Linked DNA regions of Sus scrofa: all the other regions are linked to region 1. The links are chromatin contacts, called in public HiChIP or PLAC-seq and promoter capture Hi-C maps. All regions are on one chromosome and are shown on one strand. The core of a region is the stretch at or near the end of the contact, and the rest is flanking DNA. Distances in the headings are between cores, read along the strand shown. Region 1 holds the start of BNIP3 (BCL2/adenovirus E1B 19 kDa protein-interacting protein 3). Region 2 holds the start of INPP5A (type I inositol 1,4,5-trisphosphate 5-phosphatase). Region 3 holds the start of PWWP2B (PWWP domain-containing protein 2B).

Evidence for each region. Promoter capture Hi-C pulls out the DNA fragments that hold promoters and counts their contacts. HiChIP or PLAC-seq counts read pairs in DNA pulled down with a chosen protein or histone mark.
Region 2: a promoter capture Hi-C map of liver shows a contact between it and region 1, with 4 times the contacts expected there. The contact joins the promoter of INPP5A here to the promoter of BNIP3 in region 1. A contact is called at or near these places in 2 of 5 promoter capture datasets (fetal liver and liver), 2 of 47 Hi-C or Micro-C datasets (heart right ventricle and liver) and 1 of 2 datasets of contacts at active chromatin or transcription factors (alveolar macrophages).
Region 3: a contact with region 1 is called in an H3K27ac HiChIP or PLAC-seq map of alveolar macrophages. The contact joins the promoter of PWWP2B here to the promoter of BNIP3 in region 1. A contact is called at or near these places in 2 of 2 datasets of contacts at active chromatin or transcription factors (alveolar macrophages and skeletal muscle).

The regions. Positions count from the first base shown.
Region 1 is chr14:140,370,293-140,373,544 of Sscrofa11.1, forward strand. BNIP3 (BCL2/adenovirus E1B 19 kDa protein-interacting protein 3) reads right to left here and starts at 1,659. Exons shown (of 6, transcript XM_003359404.4): 1 at 1,413-1,659. The coding sequence starts at 1,458. LOC110256840 (a long non-coding RNA gene) reads left to right here and starts at 1,786. Exons shown (of 2, transcript XR_002338864.1): 1 at 1,786-1,865; 2 at 2,784-3,252.
Region 2 is chr14:140,735,167-140,738,418 of Sscrofa11.1, forward strand. INPP5A (type I inositol 1,4,5-trisphosphate 5-phosphatase) reads left to right here and starts at 1,563. Exons shown (of 16, transcript XM_005671580.3): 1 at 1,563-1,916. The coding sequence starts at 1,842.
Region 3 is chr14:140,634,248-140,637,499 of Sscrofa11.1, forward strand. It overlaps PWWP2B (PWWP domain-containing protein 2B), which reads left to right and starts at 1,559. Exons shown (of 3, transcript XM_021073880.1): 1 at 1,559-2,871. The coding sequence starts at 2,129. LOC110256841 (basic salivary proline-rich protein 2-like) reads right to left here. Exons shown (of 2, transcript XM_021073882.1): 1 at 3,227-3,252.

The DNA.
Region 1 (3,252 bases), core at 409-2,908:
CGTTCTCCAGGACAGTAAGTCTCCCCCCCACACACACTCTAGCAGCTGTTTATCTGAGGAAAAGGTCGAGCTGCCAGTCAAGAGCTCTGAGCGGGAAGGACCAGGAGTCCAGAGGGAGCCATCAGCTTGGCTGTGAACTCGGGAGACACCCAGTCAAAGGCGGGAGCAGAGGGGAGAACGCGTGCTGCTGTCCGTCGGTGGGGCTACCAAGGCTCAGCGTTCTTTCCAAGGTAAACAAGAGGCAGTCAAACCAAAACAGAGCTGAGGACAGGCGCCACCAACCCGGGCGGGGACTCACGTTTCTCAGGGCGGACCCGGGGCCCATGTGACCCTCTGGGCAGGACCCTGAGCAAGTGCCCCACAGCACGTACCCGAGAGGAGCCCAAAGAGCCCAGCAGGAGTTTCCACTCGGCCTGCAACTGTCTTTTTATAGAATAAACAAAACAGAAAAACAAATCTTTTAACTTGGGAGCTGGCCTTCTGCATTGCCAATGACTCAGCAGTTTGGTGTGTCAATCAAGGAACGGAGATGGGGGCTCTGGGCGCTTAGAACCCTTCCAGACACAAATCTCAACCACCAAAGCACGAGGTCAGAAGCGTAGACGAGTGACCACGGCATCCTCGGTGGTGAGAAAAGACAGATTCAATCTCAACCTGTTTCCAAGAAGATAAGCAGTGTTGAAATTTAATGAGATGACAGGATTTTTAAACTGTCGTCTTAGTTCTAAATGCACATTATACAACGCATTACACCGAGTCTTACTTAGGAAAAGCTTGTTGGAAGGCGTAAGAAAATGTGGCTAAGTTCAGATAACAAAAAGGTTTTCAAAAACTTAAAAATGCACCCGCAAAGGTTTCGACGGTCCTCTCCAAACTTATTTACGTGCTCCCGCTGCCTAAACTCTTGCTTCAGAGGATCCAAAGGTCGCGCGCACGGCCCCTCCTCCAGCCCGCGGCCGCGGGGCTCCCCAGGGACAGGACCGCGAGGCCGGACCCCGCGAGCCCGCTTTCCGGGAGGGGCAGGGGGTCCCCGCCTCGCCGGCCACCAGTCCGCGTCCAGCTTGGCTTTGGAACGACCCCCAGGACGAGAGAACCTGAGCTTCAGGGAAGAGCTGGCGGCGCGCCCCCGCCGTGTCTAAGCGGCCCCCCGACGCTGACCGGCGCCCCGCACCCCCGGCAGCCCCGGCAGCCCACGTCCCCCAGCCGCGCCTCCGGACCGAGCCGACGACGCTGCAACCACGTCCACGAACTCCACCCGCAAGCCAGGCGTTTGCTCGCCGGTACCGGCACGGGCCCTGGGCTGCGCCTCTGCCGTCCGGGGAGGCTGCACCCGCCGCGCCCCGAGCCCGCGGCGCCCGGCCTCCCGGGGGTCCCCGCGCAGCCCCTCCACCAGGCCGCCCGGGCCCGCTCACCGTGCAGGCTCTCCTCCTGCAGCCCGGGGGCCTCGCTCTGAGACATGGCGGCGGGGCGGCGGGGGCCGGAGCCGAGCTGCGGCCGCAGAGGGACGGGGGGAGGCGGCAGCGGTGGCGGCGGCGGCGGCGGCGCGGGCCTAGCAGCTCGAGCGCGGTCGGCCCGCGGCCCGACTGACTGACGCTGGCGGCGGACGCACGGCGGATAAGCGGCGGCGAAGCGGCGGCGCCGCCCATTGGCCGCGGGGCGGGGCCTTCGAGGGCGCGTGCGGCGCGTGCGACGCGTGCGCGGGGCGGGGGCGGGGGAGGGGTCGCCTGAGGAGTGGAGCGCGCGTGCGCTGGCCGGGCGGTGCGGAGGGGGCTGCGCGTGCGCAGGCGGGACGGGGCGCGGGGCGGGGCGGGGAGACCCGGGCCGGGAGCGCGCGCCCTGGGGGGCGAGGCGTGGGAAACCGGCAGGTGCGTGTCGGACGTGCGGGCCCCGCGGAGAAACCTAGGCCGGCGGGAGGCGGGGCCTGGCGGGGCCTGGGCGTCGGTGATACTGCCTGAGGCCTGACCGCGCTCCCTCTGACCGCGGGGAGGAGAGCAAGGGAGGCGGGGCAGCCAGCCGAAGGCGGCGCTGGCAGTTTGGCCGGCGTCCTGAGGCCACCAGCCGGTCGCCCCTCTCAGTTGACCGCCTTTTGTACGTCAGCCTGGCGGGAAGTCAGATCAGAATCTCTGGCAACAGGTCTGGGATGCCGCACATCAGCCCTGTGACCACAAGGCCTAAATGGCCAGGACTTGATCAGCGATGACAGCTTCCCCGACTTCGGTCCCTGCCTCCAGCTCAGGACCAACCAGAGAAAGACAGATAGGACCAATATTTGCGTCCCTAGCCAATCGCAGGGACGCGGCGGATGCTCATGAGAGGGGCATCAATCTTGCTTTCTCTCTGGATGTCCAGGAGCTGGCCTTGCTTTCAGGCTGACTGTCCTTCTCATTTTCACTTGCTCATGGTGCGTGGAGCCCACGCCGCCCCTGTCCCAGCGGCATTCTAGTTGGGTGCAGCCAGGAACAAACAGAACAGCGTGTCCCTGCAGAGGCGCGAATTGCAGTCTCTCAGTGTTCCCACCCCAGCCCTCCCCAGGCGCCCCTCCCAGCTCCTCGGCCCCTCTTCCTGGGGAAGCAGCTGCGGTATTGAGCCTTAGGGCCCACAGACACCCTGTGTTTGGCCATCATTTAGGTGTTCTTTGACTTTTTTCTCAGCAGTATCTTGCAGTTGTCAGGGTTCAGGGCTCGCACATCTTTTGTCAGAGGCATCTCTAAATATTCATACTTTTAATGTTATGGTGACTACCGTTGTTAAATCTCATTTGATTGCTTTTTGAAAATATATAGGAATATGGATTTTAGTGTCATCACGTCTTGCAACCTGCTAAGCTCACTGAAGTTTTTTATAAGTCCTCGAAAAGACAGTGGCACCTGGTTTTCCTTCCCCATGTGGAACCCTCTACAGCTTCCAGCAAGTTCCATCACCCAGAGGACGCCATGCAAGGAAGTGGCAATGCCGGGACTTGAAGACCTGCTCCAGTGACAGGCCCTACTCTCACCTGCCCTGCCCTGAAAAACAGCCTCAGTGGCCTAGGGAAGTCCCCAGGTCAGGGGTCACATCTAAGCTGCAACTGCAGCCTACGCCACAGCAACCCTGGATCCAAACCACTTCTGTGACCTACACCGCAGCTTATGGCAATGCAGGATCCTTAACCCGCTGACTGAGGCCAGGGATGGAACCGGTGACGTCACAGAGACAACACTAGGTCCTTGACCAGCTGAGCCACAGCGGGAACCCCCAGTCTGGTTTTTGAAG
Region 2 (3,252 bases), core at 313-2,812, 360 kb after region 1:
TTCCTCCAACATAGATAGTCTCAGAGTAAGTGAGTGTGTGTGTGTGTGTGTGTGTGCACGCACCTGTGTGCAGGTGCGCATGTGGGCAAGGGTGTTTCGGGGCCATGATGGGCTGGGGAGAAGGGCCAGAGACAGCCTGAGTGGAGGTGAGGACACAACATCACTTCTTAGGAAACAGGTTCCAGGCATCAGTGACCCACATTTGGCTCCTGCTAAGGTACCCTTGGCAGGTGCTGCGTTTCTAACAAAGTAAAACAAGACATGCCCTGCCGGGTAAGAGAGAGAGCCACACGGGCTGGCGGCCTAAACATCCGAGATTTATTTCTGACACTGGGGAGGCTGGAAGGCAGAGATCCTGTTCTGAAGGGCTCTGCTTCTGGGAGAGCGCCTCTCCCTGGCTTGTGGGTGGCCACCTTCTTGCTCTGGGGTCACAGGCCCTCTTTTTTGTCTTCGGTTCTGGGTGGGAGGTTGTGGGGGGACAGGAAGTGCTCTGGGTCTTTCCTTAAAAGGAGGCTGATGCTGCTGGAAAAGGGCCCCACCCTTATGAGCTCACTGAACCTGAATGTATCTCCTCAGAGCCTCTCTCCTCACATGTGGCCACAATGAAGCTGGGCCTCAACCTAAGAATTCTGGAGGACATATTCGGTCCAAGGCGACAGCTGGTTTCAAGTGAAGTGGGTTCCGGCTGGCAGGCTAAGCGGTCGCTTAGGCAGGGTCCGGACCCGACGGGTCAGCACGCGGAGGTGACGCCTTCCCTGGCAGGCTCCGCAGCGCACAGAGCCTGCGCCCCCTCGGCCCCGGCCGGCGGTGCGTGTCGCCGCACGCACATCTCCTGCGAGAGCAAGCGCGGGCAGGGCTGGTCCTCCGCGGACCCTGCGCATCCCGGCGCTGCGGGAGGGCGGTCCGAGCGCGAGATGCGCCTGGAGAGCCTCGTGAACCGTCCTGGACGCGTGGTCCCTGCTACCTGCATCGAGTGGGTGGACAGAACCTAGAGCCAGTAGTTGGCGGCTACTTGTCCCCTTTCGGGGCAGCGTCGGCACATCTCCCGTCCCCAGCAGCCATTTCATTTCCGCCGACTTCCAGGCGCGGAGGGCAGGCACAGACCCCAGCGTGCCTGCTGCCCTGAGCCCTCCGGTCCGGCGGCCCGGCGCGGGTCACACAGGGCCACGCGATCCCACCGCAACCCCTGCGGGAAAGCAAGGGGGTCCAGCCCCAGCAGAGCGCGGCCCCTTTAAGACGCGACCGAGGCGCCGGGCCTTGCCGTCAAAGGGCTGCGGGAAGAGTCAGTGCGCAGCCGCGGCACGGGGCGAGGCGGGGCGGGCGCTGACTGATGGGAACGTGGCCCAGAGGCCGGGGTCGACGCAAGAGCATCCCCCGCAGGCCCCGCCCCTCAGGCCTGGCCCCGCTTCCGCCCTCCACGCCCCTCCCCACCGTCCCCGCCCCTCGAGGCCCCACCCCTCCCCTGCCCCGCCCAGCCCGCCCCGCCTTCTGCAGGCCCCGCCTCCGCTCGGCCTCGCCCCGCCCCGCTCGCCCCGCCCCCGGCCCGGGCGGGCCTCGCCTCAGCGATCGGCGGCGGCGGCGGCGGCGGCGGCAGCGCTGCGGGAGCTCCGGCGGCCGCGATCCTAATGGCTGCGCGCGGGCCGCGGTGAGCGCCGGCGGAGAGCGACGGGCGTGGGGCCGCGGAGAGCGAGAGCGAGCGCGGCCGGACCCCGGCCAGGCCCGGCCTGACCGGCCGAACCCGCGATGCGCCCCGGGGCCGCCCCCTGGCGCAGCTGACGCCGCGGCCCGCGGAGACCCCGGCTGGCCGGCCCCGAGGAGCGGCCGCCCCGGCCCAGGCCGCGATGGCGGGGAAAGCGGCCGCCCCGGGCACCGCGGTGCTGCTGGTCACGGCCAACGTGGGCTCGCTCTTCGACGACGTAAGTGCGCTGCCGGACCCCGGACCCCGGATCCCGGACCCCGGACCCTGAGCCCCGGGGACTCCGGACCTGAAGAGTCCTGGGACCCGGGGCCTGGGCCTGAGCCCTGGGACCCTGGGACCCAGACACCTAGTCCTTTGCCCTGGGACCCCGGACCCACCCCTGACCCCCGGCCCTGAGCCCCTGCCTTCAAACTCCGTAGGTTGAACACAGAGCCCAGCCCCTGAACCCGGGTCCCTAAAATCCAATTCTAATCTCTGTCCAAGGTCCCCAAATCCTGACCCCAGACCCCCGGTCCCAGGGCCCCTTACCCTGAACCTGGCCCCAACCCTGGTAGGGAATCCTGACCCAGAACCTGGGCCCTGGACACAACCCCCAGCCCTTGTCTCCCCGATCCCAGCCGCTGATTCTGGCCTCTGACTCCGGCCCCTCCAGGGCCCCGGCTCTTGCCCCGGCCCTGCCTGCCGACTGTGGCTGCTGGGAGGTGTGGGCGCCCTCATTTCACCTTGTAACTTAGTATTTCTCTAGTTCTGGAACAAGGGGCTTCTGTTGAAAGCCCTGCGGACTTTGTTTCTTGTTTATTAAAGAGAAAGATGCAGAAGCTTTCCAAGGCCAGAAAAAGGATGCTGACGGTCCAAGGCCTCTGCTCTCTGGAGCCTCCCGCCCCGGCGGCCGGGGCCCTGGGGAAGAGAGTCCACCGGGGCCCGGTGCTCCCCGGGTTCCCCAGGCAGGCCGAGCCTGACCTAGTTCGGCATTGCAGCCACGGTGCCTCCCCGCTGTTGGTACTCACACTGCCAACCCAAATAAAGCACAATGCGGCTCCAAGTGGTGTGCTTGTTTCAGAAAAAAGGATGATGGCCCAGATGGGCCTGAGGCAGCCTGGCACTGCCCCCCCCCAGGTGAGCAGTGGGGGCGGCCACCTAGACCACCGTGCAAGCTGACTTTCCTGCCTCTGCTGAGCCTTCCTCTGCTGGCAGTGAGCAGGGTGAGGTGTTTCTGTAGCCTGAGTTCGTGCTCGGGTGAGGTGTGATTTTATCAATCAAGGGTAGGAGCTCTTTTTGTGTTTCCCTTGTTTTAACTTCCAGGAGCCATGTCTTCGACGTCCCTGCGGAAGGCGAACGGCTTGCCCTCTGACTCTGTCATGGGCAGGACAACTTTACCTAGTTTTGTGTTTGATCATTTTCTACAGAAGTGCCCCGTATGGGTGTGTGTCTGTATTTAGCATTCTATTCTCGGCTTTCCAGTAACATCCACTATAACAGGGTTTTATTCAGATGATTCAGATCCGTTAGCTGTGGCTTCAAAGCCTCAGAAATGTCAGGAAAATTAAGCACGG
Region 3 (3,252 bases), core at 309-2,808, 260 kb after region 1:
GCTTTAGGGCCGAAGTCCAGAGACCCAGGGAGAGGCCCAGGCTCCTCCCAGGCCCTGCCCGTGGGCAGCTCTCAGAGGGCTGCCGCGCAGGGGTTTCCCTCCAGGATCAGCAGGTAGAGGCCAGCCCTGCGGGGGCCGTGCAGGAGGGGGCACCAGGTCAGGAGGGGGAGGCAGCGGGTGGGGGCGAAGTGACCAGGCCCCTCTGAAGGACTCTGCCCTTTAGTCTGCGAGTCTGGAAACTCCCCAGGGCTCCCGGAAACGGGCTGGGTGGGGAAGCCGCAGGAGCAGGGGTGGGGCCGGGCTGGGAGTGGGCGGGCCGCCGGGTGAGGTCCCCACAGCCACCCTTTAAAATGCAAATCCGTCTCCTGTCAGCTGACTCTTCTCTCGCTATTCTAGCTCCTGGAGGAGGGGTTTTAAAAATGGCTCCCAAAGGAGGTTCCACTGTCCGCGCCAGGACGGCATCCCCTGTCCTGTAACAAACACCAGCGGAAGAGGCGATGGGCAGGCCCTGCACGTCCGTGGGCCGGGGTAACCTTGCTGAGCCGAACACAAGGTTCAGGCCAGCTGCGTGTCAGTAAATTAAAGATTGAAAGAAAGGGCTTGCAAGTTCACGCTCAGAGTTCAAGACACACAGCAGGCTGGGGCCCAGTGCTCCCCTCTGGGCTCTGACAGACCTCAGGAGCTGCAGGGTGGTCCCTGCCCCCCCCCCCCACACAAAGCCCAGCTGGTCGCCAGTGTGTTTGTCCTCCTACCCAAGCTGGTCCTGCAGACACCTGGGAGCCACCCCCGGGGACCCCCTTCCTCATCTCAGCCTCTGCACCTTTCAGGGCCCCTCCCCAGCACCCCCACCCCCGCCTCTGCGGTCCTGCCAGTACACATTTCTCTGGTGGTCGCCTGCTCTCCTGGACACCCCCCTCTGCACACAGTTCCCTGTGCACAACCCTGACCGCCCCACCCGGCTCCCTAGTGTGTCCCCAGCTCCCGGTGTGCTGTGTGTCCCCAGTGCCCAGGAGGAGTGGTGCCCAGCAGGCATCTCCAGCAGGCTGGCACCTCTGCTGAGCGGGTGGACAGGCTCTGACCAGTCCCCCCTCCCAGGGCCACCAGGGGTCCCTGTTGCCTGGCCTTTCTGCTCCAAAGTCAGCCTGACAGCTCGGGAGAGCTGAGGTCCAGCAGTCACCGGCAGGGCCGGCTGACCCTGGAGAGGTGGCTGTGTCCAGTGCTCAAGCCCCCCACCCCTTGGGGTCCCCTTCTGCGGGGTGGGGGTGGCTGGTGTCTGCGGTTAACTCAGGCCTGGCCGAGGGCAGGCGTTCTCTCCCCCTGCGGCCTCCTCTGGGGCTGCTTGGGGCCCCGACTCCGATTTGTAGGGCCTCGGTCCCCAGCGGTGTACAGGGCACGGAGGGGGCGGCGAGACACTGCGAGAGCCCCGGGGGGCCCCTGGCTCCGCCCGGGCTCCTCTCGGCCGGCTCCCCGCGCCGCGCGGCCGCCGGAGGGCAAGGCCGCGCGGCGCGGAGGCGGCCCCAGTGTCCGCGGCGGCGCCAGGGGTGGCGGCCCCGGCTCAGGTCCGAGCCGGGCGGGCTGCGGCCGGCTGGGAGGGCGGGGCCGGGCGGCGGCGTCCGAGTCGTCAGGACAACCGGCCGCCCGCGGGTCTCCCGCGCCCAGTCAAGCGCAGTGAGGCCGGCGTTGGGGGCCGGGCTGGGCCGGGCGGCGCTCAGGGCCAGGTCGCCGCAACCGGCCGGGCCCTGCGGGCGGCCCGAGGGGGTCCCGAGCCCCGTGGGGGGCGCGGAGGTGCTCGGGAGGGTCGGGAGCCGGCCCCGGCGTTAGGCCCCCACGGCGGCTCAGCGCCCCCCACGCCCCCCACCCGCCGGCCGGCTGCACGCGCCGGGGAGCCCCGCTCCGGCTCAGCGAAGGCAGGCCCTTCCATTGTCCACTGGCTGTGTGGCGCCCCAACCCCTCCGGCCGCGGCCGGGTCGCAAGGAACCTGCCATTTCCCGGGCGCCCCGGGGACACGCGAGCGAGATCGAGGACCGGATAACCCTCCCCAGCCCTGCTGCGGGCGGGCCAGGGCCGGGCGCGCGCGCGCTCTCGTCACCCGGGGAGTCGCCGAGCCCGCGGGGGTCAAGTGCCCCCCATGCGGCGAAGGCGAAACTGGGCCGCTGCGGCGCGCCCGCTGGTGTCCCCTCGGCGCCCGCGTCTCCTCCGCCCGGCCTGCCGGGCTTCCTGCTCGCGCCACCGGGACTTCCTCCCCGCGGTGCCCGGGTGGCCACTCGGCGCCAGACCCAGAGGCGGGGAAGCCGGGGCGATGGCGAGGGAGGGAGGGCCGCGGCCGGGAAGAGGGGAGAGTAAGGAAGACACCCTGGGGCCGGGAGCGCCCGGCGACCCGAGTGGGCCCCCCGGCAGCGGAGGCGGGGTCCCAGGGGCCGGGCCGTCCTCCCTGCGCCCGCTCTCGGGTCCTTTCCGCGGGCGCTCGCCGCCAGCGTCGCCGGGGGTGGAGCGCAGCCCTGCCCCGTCCTGCCCCGTCCTGCCCCGTCGCGGTGGGGCTCCGCACTGCGTCTCCACGCCGGGCGTGGAGGCCGCACGGCCCGGCGCGCGTCTGCGGGCGCCGGTGGCCCGCGCGCCCCTCCCCGCGCCCCCGGCCCGCTCGCGGAGGCCGCCCCGAGCGGAGCTTTGTGACGTCAGGCGGCCGGCGGGCGGCGTCACGCGCGGGGCTGACCCGGCGCGGGGCGGGGGCCGGGCCGGGACGCGGAGCATGGAGCCGCGGGTCGGCTGCCGGCTGCCCGTGCGGGTGGAGCAGGTCGTCAACGGCGCGCTGCTGGTCACCGTGAGCTGCGGCGAGCGCAGCTTCGCCGGGATCCTGCTGGACTGCACGAAAAAGTGAGCGGGGGCGAGGGCGCCGGCCCTGGGACACCCCCGGAATCCCCTGGGGACCCCCCCCTCCCTGCTGGCCCCGGGCCGGGACCGGCTCCAGGGCGGGGCGGCGCGGGGCTGGCGCCCGCTTTCGGTTTCCCCAGCCCCGGTTTCGGGGTGCGCGAGCGCGGCCGCCACTCGGGGGGCAGAAGTGGTGCTCAAAGTCGTCGCGACTTTTCGGGCGGGGGACCGGCCGGCCGGGCGCGGAGCGCGGCGGTGGGCGCCGAGCCGGAGCCTGAGCGCAGCGCGGGGAGCCCGCGCCCCCGCGCCCCCCGCCGCGCCTCCGGCTCCCAACTCCGCAGGTCTGCCATAATTAACTCACTTTTCTTTGTTCAGACGCACTGTTGA